2 separate regions of the Pan troglodytes genome follow, and region 1 is linked to region 2. A link is a contact called in public Hi-C data. All regions are on one chromosome and are shown on one strand. Each heading gives the region's core, a stretch centred on a gene start, on an enhancer-like site or on the middle of the called end of the contact. The rest is flanking DNA. Distances are from core to core; before and after follow the strand shown. Region 1 holds the start of NUAK1 (NUAK family kinase 1). Region 2 has its middle 160 kb from the start of NUAK1.

What was found. A called contact is a pair of places that touch in the nucleus more often than the background predicts.
Region 1: a contact with region 2 is called in a Hi-C map of stem cell-derived neural progenitor cells, with 4 times the contacts expected there. The contact joins the promoter of NUAK1 here to the enhancer-like site in region 2. A contact is called at or near these places in 1 of 7 Hi-C or Micro-C datasets (stem cell-derived neural progenitor cells) and 1 of 1 datasets of contacts at active chromatin or transcription factors (stem cell-derived excitatory neurons).

The regions. Positions count from the first base shown.
Region 1 is chr10:112,951,403-112,957,234 of NHGRI_mPanTro3-v2.0_pri, reverse strand. It overlaps NUAK1 (NUAK family kinase 1), which reads left to right and starts at 3,101. Exons shown (of 7, transcript XM_001161041.7): 1 at 3,101-3,641. The coding sequence starts at 3,402.
Region 2 is chr10:112,790,710-112,796,695 of NHGRI_mPanTro3-v2.0_pri, reverse strand. No RefSeq gene overlaps it. Among named protein-coding and RNA genes, the nearest start is that of NUAK1, 160 kb to the left of the region's middle. Within about 2 kb of position 2,910, at least 3 of the 24 cell types and tissues checked have an H3K27ac peak or open chromatin away from gene starts, as enhancers often do. A contact at or near this core is called in stem cell-derived neural progenitor cells, where this site is marked.

The DNA.
Region 1 (5,832 bases), core at 1,852-4,351, 160 kb before region 2:
CAGAGAACAACCCCCCTTTCTTTGACTGTAATTTTCCTTTACCTACCCAAATCTTATAAAACGGCCCCACCCCTATCTCCCTTTGCTGACTCTTTTTGGACTCAGCCCGCCTGCACCCAGGTGATTAAAAGCTTTATTGCTCACACAAAGCCTGTTTGGTGGTCTCTTCACACAGACGCACATGAGAGTTACCATCGCCACTTTGCAGATTAGAGAACTGAGGCATAGAGGGGGAAAACAATTATCCAAGATGATCATAAGAGGTGGAACAGGGATTTGAACCTAGTCACTCTGCCTCTAGATCTGAAGCTCTTAATCAAGGAGCCTGGGCTCTTGTTGGAGAAAATGCTTTATCGATGTGAAAACATTCACACACAATGCCTGATAGCATTGTGCTGAAGTGTGGTTCCAATTATAAACGTGGTAGGAATTCAGTCTGGAGAGGAACTCCCAGTGCCTGGGCACGACTGTGTGCTAGGCATTGTACTGGGTGTTTTTCATCCTTCCCATTTAAGGAGACGGAGCATGGCATATATGGAAGGAGAAGGGGGAGCTTTGGAACTGGACAGGTAGGGTTTAAATCCTGGTCCTGCCATTTACAAACTGTGTAACCTCTGGGAAATTACTTAACCTTTCTGATACGGTTTCTTCAATTGAAAATAGGGATTGTAAACAGCTACTTTACAGAGGAGGGTTTACTGTCATAAAACAGTACCAGCCTATGGTAGATGATGCTATTGATTCAATAGATACTGATGAAGTCCCACATATCTGGGAGTAACACTATCAGCCAGAATAAGCCAGGTTATGCTGCTTTAACAAATCCCACTGACTTAAGTGAAGTTTAGTATTTGCTGACACTACTTTTCCAATGCAGATTGGCTGAGATTTTCTGCCATCTTTACACAGAGACTCAGGCTGGCTTGGGGAGGCTCCAACTTTGTACCACCATGATTGTCAAGATAGGAAAAAGAAGACACGGGGATTTGCTCACTGGATCCTAAAGGTTCCAGGTGAAAGCAACACAGTCACTTCTGCTCTCATTCCATTGGCCTAAGCAAGTCCTATGGGCTCATCTAACTTCAAGAGGATGGGGTAGTGGATTTCTACCACATCGCAGGGGAGGGAAAGAAGTAGAAAATATTTTAAAATACTACTGTAGACACAATGTATTTATCTCTACAATAGATCTGCTAATCCATATCTTAAAGAGAAAACCGAAGCTCTGAGAGGTTATGTCATTTGACCAAGGCCACACAGCCAATCCTCTGGGAAGCCAGGACTCAACCTGCATGCCACTCATCCTGACTGTTGGATCTATAGGCACAACGTCCACAAACTTTGGATAGAAGCAGAACAGTTACAGGATGGGGGGCAGGGAGGCCCTGCAAATGCGGTGGACAGAATAGGAATTGAATAGGCATGATGCGCCTTTGTGTTTGTGTTCTGTGATTGCTCCTGGGGAAGGGAAGAAGGGGCAGGGGAGTTTGTGTGAAATATCAGTAGAAGAAAAGTTTGGACAGGTAAGAATATCACGCGTCAGAGTACAGCAGAGACACGTGTGGAGGATGAGGGCAGTGTTTCAGGCCATTACTCTGGCAGCAGTGAGGAGGCTCCCGGGGAGGGTTGGGGAGAGCGGGCTGTTGCAGGAGTCCGGGGTAAGGTGACCAGGGGCAGACAGCAATGAAGGCGGCGGGAATGTAGAGGAAGGGCTGGACCTGAGAGCTGCAGAGGAGGCCCCAGTGAGGTCCACTGGTGGAAAAGAACCGCCATGCGATCTGCAGAACACCAAACCTTCTTCAGCCTTCACTCTTCCCACCCCAGTCTGGTACATTGCACCACTTGTTAAAAAAAAAAAATTTCCCTAAGATCTCTTTTTCTCTAGCCTTCTTCCTTATTTTTCATGGTCTCTTCTTAGAACGGCGGCAGCCACGCCGCGGTGGGAGGCCCTTCCTGCCTGACCCTTACCGTGCGGGGTACCGTTCCTGTCACCATCGCCAGGATCTGGCCCTTCCAGTGAAAGGAAATCTCCCAAGGCCTAAAGAGGCAAGAGGCCTGCAAATCGCCTCCTGCTCAGCAAACGGGTTGCTCAGCAGGCCCGGGGTCCTGGTCCACCCCAGGTCCCTGGTTTGCCCACCTCCGATGGCGGCCTTCGCTGGCAGGGTGGGCGCCTCTGGGGAGCCAGCTCCGTCCCGGCGCCTTTAGAGCCCCATCTCTTCCACGTCCCTGGCCTTCCTCCCCTTCCAGGCGGCTGTCCCCGCCGGGGTCCAGATGGTGTCGGAGGGCCGGCGGTTCGACGGCGGGCCCGGGGTTCAGCCTCCCGGCCTCCCTCCGTCCCTGACTCTCCTTTCTTCGGAGAGGGCGCGGGGGCCGGGACCAAAGCGCCGCTCTTGGGGTTCTCCTGGACTCGGAGTTGCCCCAGGCGGGCGCAGCTCTGCCCCGCGGGGTGCCAGCCTCGGCGGGCAAGGTCCGTGAGTCACCGCCTGTAACCGAACACCAGGCCTCCCTGCCCCCTCCCCCAGCTCCGGCCGCCAGGCCGCGGCGACACCTACAAGAAAATGAAGGGGCGCCCAGGCCCGCGGCGGCCCCGGCCGTATCGCGAGCAGGTCCCGGCGGCCCCCGGCTCGCGGCGCTCTTTCTTCCCCGGCCCCGGGGCTCGGCCAGCCGCAACCGCCGCCCCGGCGCCAGCAGGAATCCAGGCCGAGCGACCGGCCCCGGAGCCCGAGGCGGCGGAGGGCCCGCGGTAGCTGCGACTGGCGAGCCCGAGAGCGCCCGGGGAGGGGGCGCCCAGCTTGGAATTTCCCGGTCCCTTCCGGCCCAGCGAGGACAAAGCACTCCTGGCCGCCGCCGCCGCCGCCGTGGCCTACGCCGCGCCGCACAAAGGGCGAGTCGCGACACGCTCCCATCCCCCTCCCAGCTCACGGCGGCCCCGGCCCCGGGTGGCTGCAGGGAGGTGGGGGAAGCCCTGGCTGCACCGCCCCTCGCTCCCCCTCCCCTGGGGCCGCGCGAGCGCCGCCCCCGCCCCGTCTGCGCGTCCTCCCGGGGAGGGGTTGGGGGGCGCGGCGCCCCACATAACACTCCCCCTCCTGCGCTGCGAGCCACCCTCTCCCCTCCCTCCTGCAAACACCACCGCCTCCCCTGCCACCGCCGCCACCTCGCCCGACGCTCCACAGCTCGCCGCGGCCGGGGGGCGGTGCGCGGACCGTGCGCGCCGCGGGCGCCAGATGTGCAGTCCCCGCCGCCGCCAGTGACCGAGCCGCAGTCCGAGCGGTATCGGGCCGTCTCCCTGATGCTGCGGGGGCGACCTTGAGCGTACAGCGGCTTCCCTCGGTGGGGACCCCGACACCCCAGCGCTGTGCCCGGTCTTGCCCTCTGTAGCCCGGCTCGCCCCGCGCTTGGACATGGAAGGGGCCGCCGCGCCTGTGGCGGGGGACCGCCCCGACTTGGGGCTGGGGGCGCCGGGCTCTCCCCGAGAGGCGGTGGCGGGGGCGACAGCAGCCCTGGAGCCCAGGAAGCCGCACGGGGTGAAGCGGCATCACCACAAGCACAACTTGAAGCACCGCTACGAGCTGCAGGAGACCCTGGGCAAAGGCACCTACGGCAAAGTCAAGCGGGCCACCGAGAGGTTTTCTGGCCGAGTGGTGAGTGGGGCAATCCTGGAGGGTGCGGGGGGCGCTGGGTGGACGCGGCCGGGGACTGAGGGCGTGCGAGGCGGGGGTCTGTGCGCCCTGGGGGTCTCTTGACAGAGAGGGGGCTCATTGGGAAGCCCCGAGACAGACTCCTCACTCTTTCTCCAGCACCCCGTGACTCAGGCGTGTCTCTGTCCTGAAACACTTGTTACATCCTGTCTGCACATATTTTATTTTATTTTTTGGTTTGTTTTTAAAAATTTAATCCTAGCAGCAAAGGAATGTTTTAGATTTGCAAACACTTTGCAGCGTTGGGACGGCCGGGGTCTCTCTCCCTCGCAGGCACACATTTAGACCATGCCCCGAAACGCCTTATTTCCACAACTCTCCAAAGAACCGCATTCCCAGCTAGGAGCTAGCCCCTCAAGTCCGGTGTTTTGTAGGTGTCCCTACCCCCTTCCACCCATCTGCCCGCAGCTCCTTGCTCTGCATCCTCCCACTCAGACTCTGCATCGCCCTGATACTGCTGTGACTGCAAGGGAGGGCGACTCTTGCCTGTTTTTGAGACAAGGTTAGGGAGCAAAAATAAAGACTACTGCAAGCCTGAGGATTCTAACAGTTTGCATCATGGCTTTGGGAGGACCGAAATGTCCAGGGCATGGGTAGCTACAGAGATAGCTGTGCTTAGTTGCAGCAGGCTCAGTTGTGTTTCAGCTCCTGGTTGCAGGGCTACCAAACCGCTGAAGGGGTCTGGCCCCGCTGCTCTTGTGACAGCTGACACCCTGCCAGGGTCCTGGCACCATTTGCACAGCTCCAAGGAGTGCTTTGAGTGCCTTGGGGTCTGTCTGCCTTGTCCCAGCCTTGGTTTGTTGTTATTTTCACTTCTGCAGAACAGGCCCTTGAAATCCACACTGCTTGTGGCTAGAGAGTTGGGTTCAAAGTGACTGACTCTTGCAGAAAGATTTTGTGTGGTGTGTGGCAGAAAATTAACATGGTTCTTTGATTTGAAGCAGATCAGATGTATTCTAATCGATTTAGGGCCAAAGTCAGAAACTGATTATGGGACTCCTTGTGTGCACTTTTGGGGGTGTTTTGGAGGCTCAGGTTTGCTTATAAACAACAAATGACTGCAGGGAAAAAGGAAAATGAGCTGTCAAATAAAATAGCAGCTTAGTATTGACATGTTTCTTTTGCATTTCGGCAGGAACAGTTCTGTGAAAAAAAATGGGGGTGCCAGTCAGCAAAGTTCAGTCCCCAAATTCTCAAATATCTGGATACCCGGATAACGCCCTCCCAACCCATTTCTCAGATTTGATGTTTGGGTCTATATAACTTCGTCCCATAACGTTATTTTAAAAAAATCTGTTATCAATTAATTGGAAATTTGAGATGGCGTACATTTCTTTTTAAAGCTGGCTCTGTAATAAATTCTACAGCAAGCAAGTAGTTGAGAATTCACTCTGGGCAGGTGCCATTTTCGTAGGATGAAATTGTTAAAGGGGAGGGTTGTAAGGGTGGCCTCTGATGAAGGCAATTTCAGGTTTGTGGAAGAAGAGGCTGGGAAACGTGCACTTCATTCATGCTTTTCTTCTGCGGTGATATTCCCCAGGCTGGATGTTGAATAAGCAAAAACTAAGCTTAGATCCCTGCTCATGTTGTCTTAATAGCTGCTGAAGAATCGCACTGGGAAGGTGGGAAGCAGAATAATGAAAAACAGACGCAGTTCGAGCTGCAGGTTGAGAATGTGAGGCTATGAGGGGTTGTTGAAGTGGTAAGGGTTTGTCTAGGGTCTGTGAAGGGACCCCAAAGTCTAAATGCTGGGGCACTACCTCAGACCTTTCTAACGAACGAACCCTTGTCTTATGGCAGACGCCTTTCTGAGCGTCAGTGGGACTTCCTGTCAGGCGTTCTTGAGCTGTCTGATCCACAGACTAGGTTAGAGTGAAAGGGATTTGCATCAGTAGGCAGGAGTCCGCTTTTCTCTTTTGGGGGATGTCTTTCTCTGTATTTGCAGAAACTGAACATTCCGTCAGGATTTAGTCAAGCGGCCACGAGGGGGCGCCCTGAGAACGAGAGAGGCTTCTTTACCAGCCGCAAATCTGAAGTCCCGCTGTGTTATTGTTCAGCCCTAGTTCATTTTCCCACTGTGCTATTAATTTCAGCTAAATCTCTTGTTTTACCCCAAAATTATGTAAAGATTTTA
Region 2 (5,986 bases), core at 1,661-4,160:
TAACGGAACTTAATAGTCTTTTCAAATTGTTTTACAAATGAAGAAACTGAAGTTCGATAGAGGTAACTGCCAAATATTACACAGCCATTGAAGAGCAGGGCTGGAATTTGAATCCAGATCTTCTGATTTTAACTCTGAACTTTTCCCAGCTACTCTCTGCTGGCTTCCATGGTAAGTCAAGTCACTTCCAAAGTCAAGGCCAGAGGCCTGGAGTTCATTACTAAAGAAAAAGGCCGCTGGGACTGGCCATTTGCCTTGGCACTGGGATTTGGAATTGAGTTCATATTTGCTGTTGAATCGTTCCCTTCAGTAATGGGATAGGTTGGAATGGAATGGTAACGAGAGCCCTGTTTGCTCCAGAGGGCCCACTCCCTGTCCTGCCCACCAGCCATAGTGGTTGACCACCCTCTTTAAGCCCCCTATTGATTACAAAGAGTCAATTTCTTTCTGATGCAAGTGGCTGAGCTCAGGGCAGTTAGAGCTGAGCCATGGCCCCTCAAATTACTGCCTTCCGGACTAAATATGTCAGGCAGCCTTCCCGATCGTCCTTGTCATGGACAAAGAGACTGGTTCCGGGCTTGCATCTCCCTGCTTTGGTATCTGATGTGTGTACATTCCTTCCTCATGTGTACCCGCAAGTGGCCCAAGAACCAGGGTGCCCCCCTCTCCAAAGAGCCCCAGCTCTCTGTGAGCCTCTCAGGCCCCATCCTTGGAGGAGGAGGCTGCCAGCAAGACCCATCCAGAGCTTGCGGTTTGCCCTGGCCCTCGATGTGCTGACCCAGCCCACCACAGGGTGGTGGCGCCAGGCCTGGGCTCCTCCTCAACTGGGCAGAGCCATCTGGATGAGTTAAAGAATCATCTTCATCTTGAAAACAGTGGCAACTCCTGTCCTGTGACCCTGAGCCAGGGCAGATTTTGCATCGTCTGCTCTGTTTCATTAAGGACAAGTTTTCAGGGAGCAGATGCTTGAGTTAGAATTGATTCCTTTCTATTGCTCCTGTCACAAAGACAGAAATAAAACATTTAATCTAAGGAAAGTTGGCTTCTCACACAGACTTGTGGATTTGCCCTTTGGAGAAATGTCACTAATGGCATTTTAATCATGCTTTATGTGCCTGGAGACCAGTAATGAGAAGAACTTCTTATTTACCAAAGCAACTGCTAGCCCCTTAATGATGGGCTAAGTATCAGCTACTGGCAGGATATGTAGTGGGGAAGTGCTGTGTAATTACCAGGCAAATTCATCATTATTTCTGTCTTATAAACCAGAATATGTGTTAAATAATACTTTAGGGCCACTGAAGGTAATTATGGAGCCCCATCTCTGTAAGAACATGTAATTATCTTACGGTTGCCCTGTGTTTACTGAGCAAATCTATGCAATTATTATCTAAAGCCCAAATCCTGCCCTCAGAGCCACAAAAGTGCACCCAAGGGCAGGTCTGCCGCATGTGCACCGGGTCACGAAGGACTGGGGCCTCCACTTCCCAAATTTCAGCTTTGCCTTCATCCCTGGACTCAAAAAGCCACAAGTGAGGCTTTGGGAAATGGGTTGTTTCTGTTTTTGCATCTCCCTGCCCCAATCCATCTCAGCCCCTGCACTGGCCTCCCAGTTTTGAGTGCTTAATAGATCCATGGGTCCCCACCACTTGGCATGCTGAGACCTCAGCATCTGGTGACAGTGGGTTCAGCTCAACAGTTCAAGCCTTTTTTAAGGCTCACCTTGTGTCAGGAATGGGGCTGGGCTCTGAAGACAAGGAACTGAACAGGACATGGCCCCTGCTTTAGAGCGCCCAGGTGGGAGGGGCGGACAGGTGTAAGGCATGGTAGGTTTGGCATGGCAGAGACTGCATAGGGTCAAAGTCAAGAGCATGGCCTCTAGAGCCAGATTGCCTGGGCTTCAGATTCACATATGCAAAATGGGGTTATCAGAGGGCTTTCATCATAGACCATTTTGTATTACGTTCAGCCAGTGCTTAGAATGGTCAGTGCTTAGAACTCAGCTGATGCAAGTGGCTGAGCCCAGGGCAGTTAGAGCCATGGGCCCTTAAATTACTGCCTTCAGGACTAAATATGTCAGGCAGCTTTCCTGAGGGCCCTTGTCAAAGACAAGGGGCTGATGATTCTGGGCTTGCATCTCCCTAGTTCAGTATCTGATGAGTGTGGCACAGCCAGGTTATGTGGTACACAGTTTGCTATTATTATAATGTGGTAAACATGGGTAGAAAGCCCATCCAAACTGTTCAGCACTCAAAGGCCACCATGAGATAAAACCTTCCCTGCTCCTGCCCAAGAGAAGCCTTCTCTTTCTGCTCCGAGCTGACGGAGCACCTCATCCCAGAAGTCTCTTAGGCTGTTAGCCTTTTCTAGCAGGCACTGTGTTAACTGATGTTGATCTCTGACCTCCCTTATGGAGCTGTTTGAGTTCTGGGTCTGAGCTTTATTCATCTTTATGTCCCTAACACCAAGCGTAGGGCCAGAGGCACAGTAGGCACTCATGACATGTTTGTTGAATGAATAGCAGTCACTCAATAAACACTCCTTAAAAAAAAGGGATCCTTTCGAAGGCCTATTTGACCACGTGGCCAAGGCAGTGAGCCAAAACCACAGATTTTACTTTGTTTTCACTAATGTGGGTACATGTGGGGGAACTGGGTTTTGAAAGGCTTGCAGAAGAGATTTCTTTACCACTCAGATGGGTGAACAAAAAGCTAATTAATTAAAAACAAAGAAAGGCCCTAAGCAGTAGGCTTCTTTCTGCTCACTTGGTATTGATGGGTTGACATTTGACCATGAGGTTGGGTCTCTGAGCAGGAACCCAGATTCTTTTTTCCAGCAACCCCAGGCCTGAGCTGGCCCTGGTGAGCTATGGAGCTGAAAGCAGTATTGTTAACGGCTTTTGTACAGGAGGTCTTCCAGCTGGTCCCGGGTCACCACGCTTCACTGTTTGCGTGCGTGTTCTTAAGCTGGGGCCCTTAGTATTAGCAAAAGATTAGATTTTTCTTTCTTCATCACCAACTGTTCCTCTCCCACCCGCTTCCCCCACATCCTCCATCCTTTTCATTCCTGCAGTCTCAGAATCTCTCTTGGTGAATGTTAATGAGGCTGAACACAGGCTGGGAGGTCAGTGCCCTGTGCTTCTTCTGGAAGGCGTCCTGTCTCTGGTAGATTCTCAAATTTGATAATAGAAACAATAACTAAATAGATATATTTACCATTTCAAATAACTTTCCCACACCTTTTATCTTTTAGTCTGACCAAGAAGACTATGTGGCAGGCATTTCTATTAGTCCCATTTTATACTTAAGAAATGTAAGGCTCAGCGTGGTAAGTGATGTGTGCATTACACAACCAGGGGATGCTAGAAGAGCATTTTCTACCTTCTAACTCTGTTCTTTCTACTACACCACACTGCCTGTGATGCTCTGAAAGACACAGAAAAGCCTACCTATTAGCTATTAGGCTAAGGACATTTTAAATGAAATGCAGTTCCAGTTGTAAGCACACATTGTCATGGCATTTTAGAACTTTGTGAATGATAGCATCTGGTCATTTCTTGGGTTTGACAGTAGGCTACATGAGGGTGAGCTGGAGGTCAGTAAGAAGCACATTAACACAAAAGCTAAATGTCTACAAAGTGATTCACCCAACTCCAGTCCATTCCACTCAACCAAAGAACATTCCGAGGCTAGTATGTGCTCAGCTGGGCTGCTCCAGGCTGAGGAGAGGAGCTGCAAAAAATATGATTTTCATGCTCCTAAAAGAGCTTTCAGTCTTGTTGGAGAAGCAAGATGAACAATACCTGACAGAAAGAATCATATCCAATGAGTGCTTTAGAAAATATTGCCAAGGCACTGAGAAAGAAATGAGGATGGAAGTAGGCATAGAAGGATGGTCAATATTGGCATGGGGACAAAGTTGTGGCTTGACCAACTAGCAAGAAACTCAAACTTACAGAGCCCTGTGTTTATGTAAACTGTGATATGGATAATAATGACAACCATACGCAAATAAAAATGAACATTTATTAAGTGCTTACTCTATGTCAGGACCTAAGAGTTTTGCGTATACTAACTCACATAATCGGCATGCTAGCCCTGTCTTGTAGATATTCTTTTTATTCCTTTAATGAATGATGAAATAAAGGCTCAGAGAAGTTAAATTGAATACCCAGCTAGTATGCATTGGAACACAGGGAATTTGGCTCCAGAGCTCAAGTTCTTAAACACTGTCTGTCTGATAGTTTGGAATAAGCATGAACGGTTCACATGAAGTAAAGTCTGCTGTACGCTAGACTCATTCATTTTATATTGCTCATTCATGTGCTGTTGCTTTAAATGTATGTTGCCCAGAGATAAGCCGGGGGCCTTTTGATCTTTGATGTATTTGCATGGCATCAAAATCAACGCGAAACACAGCTTAACAACCAACAATTTTTTTTTTTTTTGAAATGGAGTCTTGCTCTGTTGCCCAGGCTGGAGTGCAATGGTGCGATCTCGGCTTATTGCAACCTCCACCTCCCGGGTTCAAGCGATTTTCCTGCATTAGCATCCTGAGTAGCTGGGATTACAGGGGCCCACCACCTCCGGCTAATTTTTGTATTTTTAGTAGAGACTGGGTTTTGCCATGTTGGTCAGGCTGGCCTCAAACTCCTGACCTCAGGTGTCCCACTCACCTCGGCTCCCCAAAGTGCTGGGACTACAGACCTGAGCCACCGCGCCCAGCCAACAACCAACATTTCTTAAAAGCTATTTCAATCCTCTACTTGCATCTCTTAAAGATATTACAGGAAATTCAGTTTGTAAATTTCAGTAAATTTCTTAAAATCCTCTTTTACCATTTCCATCACTTTAGATGCCTCCTTAATTTTGCAGCTGTCCCCAAACCCTTTTTTTAATTTACTTGTTCTCAGCTTTCTACCGAAACCTCTGCTAAAACCCAAGCCACACTGCTCTTGGCTTTTCCCTCCTTCTTTCCATCCTTTGGGGTCTCTGCTTTCCTTTTCTTCCTAATAGCTCTTTCTCTAACAGCAAATAAAAACATGTATTTGCTCCTATTTCTTATTTTCTTACCCCACTGATTATCCTGACCCACCTAATAATTTCCAGGAACTCAACTGAAAGACTGAAAATATATCTTAGAAAAGAAGGAGAAGATGACAAATGGCCATAGTTAGAATTTTCCTGATGAAGGAGGGGTTGTAGAATGAGGGGGAATGGGAGCATTTCATTGCATTTTCTTTGTCTCTTTTCCCATCACAAGTGTGTTGACTCCAAAGCCTATTGCTATGTTCTGGGGATAAGAAGATGAGTAAGAAATGGCCCCTGCCTTCAAAGCAAAGCTCATTCAGTGGGGGAAACTAACAAATAAAGAGACAAATACCACACTGCGGCTGGGCGCAGCGGCTCACGCCTGTAATCTCACCACTTTGGAAGGCCAAGGCAGGTGGATCGCTTGAGGTCAGGAGTTTAAGACCAGCCTGGCCAACATGGTGAAACTCTCTCTCTACTAAAAATAAAAAAATTAGCTAGGCGTGGTGGTGCGCACCTGTAGTCCCAGCTACTAGGAAAGTTGAGATGGGAGAATTGCTTGAATCCAGGAGGTGGAGGTTGCAGTGAGCCCAGATTACACCACTGTACTCCAGACTGAGTGACAGAGTGAGACTCCATTTCAAACAAAAACAAGAACACCACACTGTACTTCACACTAAAAGTAAACACAAGGGCTATAGGTGCACACAGAAGGGGCCAGGGAAGCCTTTGTGGAGAAAGAGATGCCGATTATTGAAGCTAATGGACCAACACAACAAGACTAAAATTTGGATTCCCTTAGAAGGAAGCCTGGTATTTTTCCGGAGGAACGAGCAACAACATGGATTTTATCACTTTTCCCAGAAGGAGAGCATAAGTAGTGCTCAACACACATTTGATAAATGAATGAAAATGGCTTAGTGGTTAGGAGTTTGCCTAATGCCCCACAGCCCTGA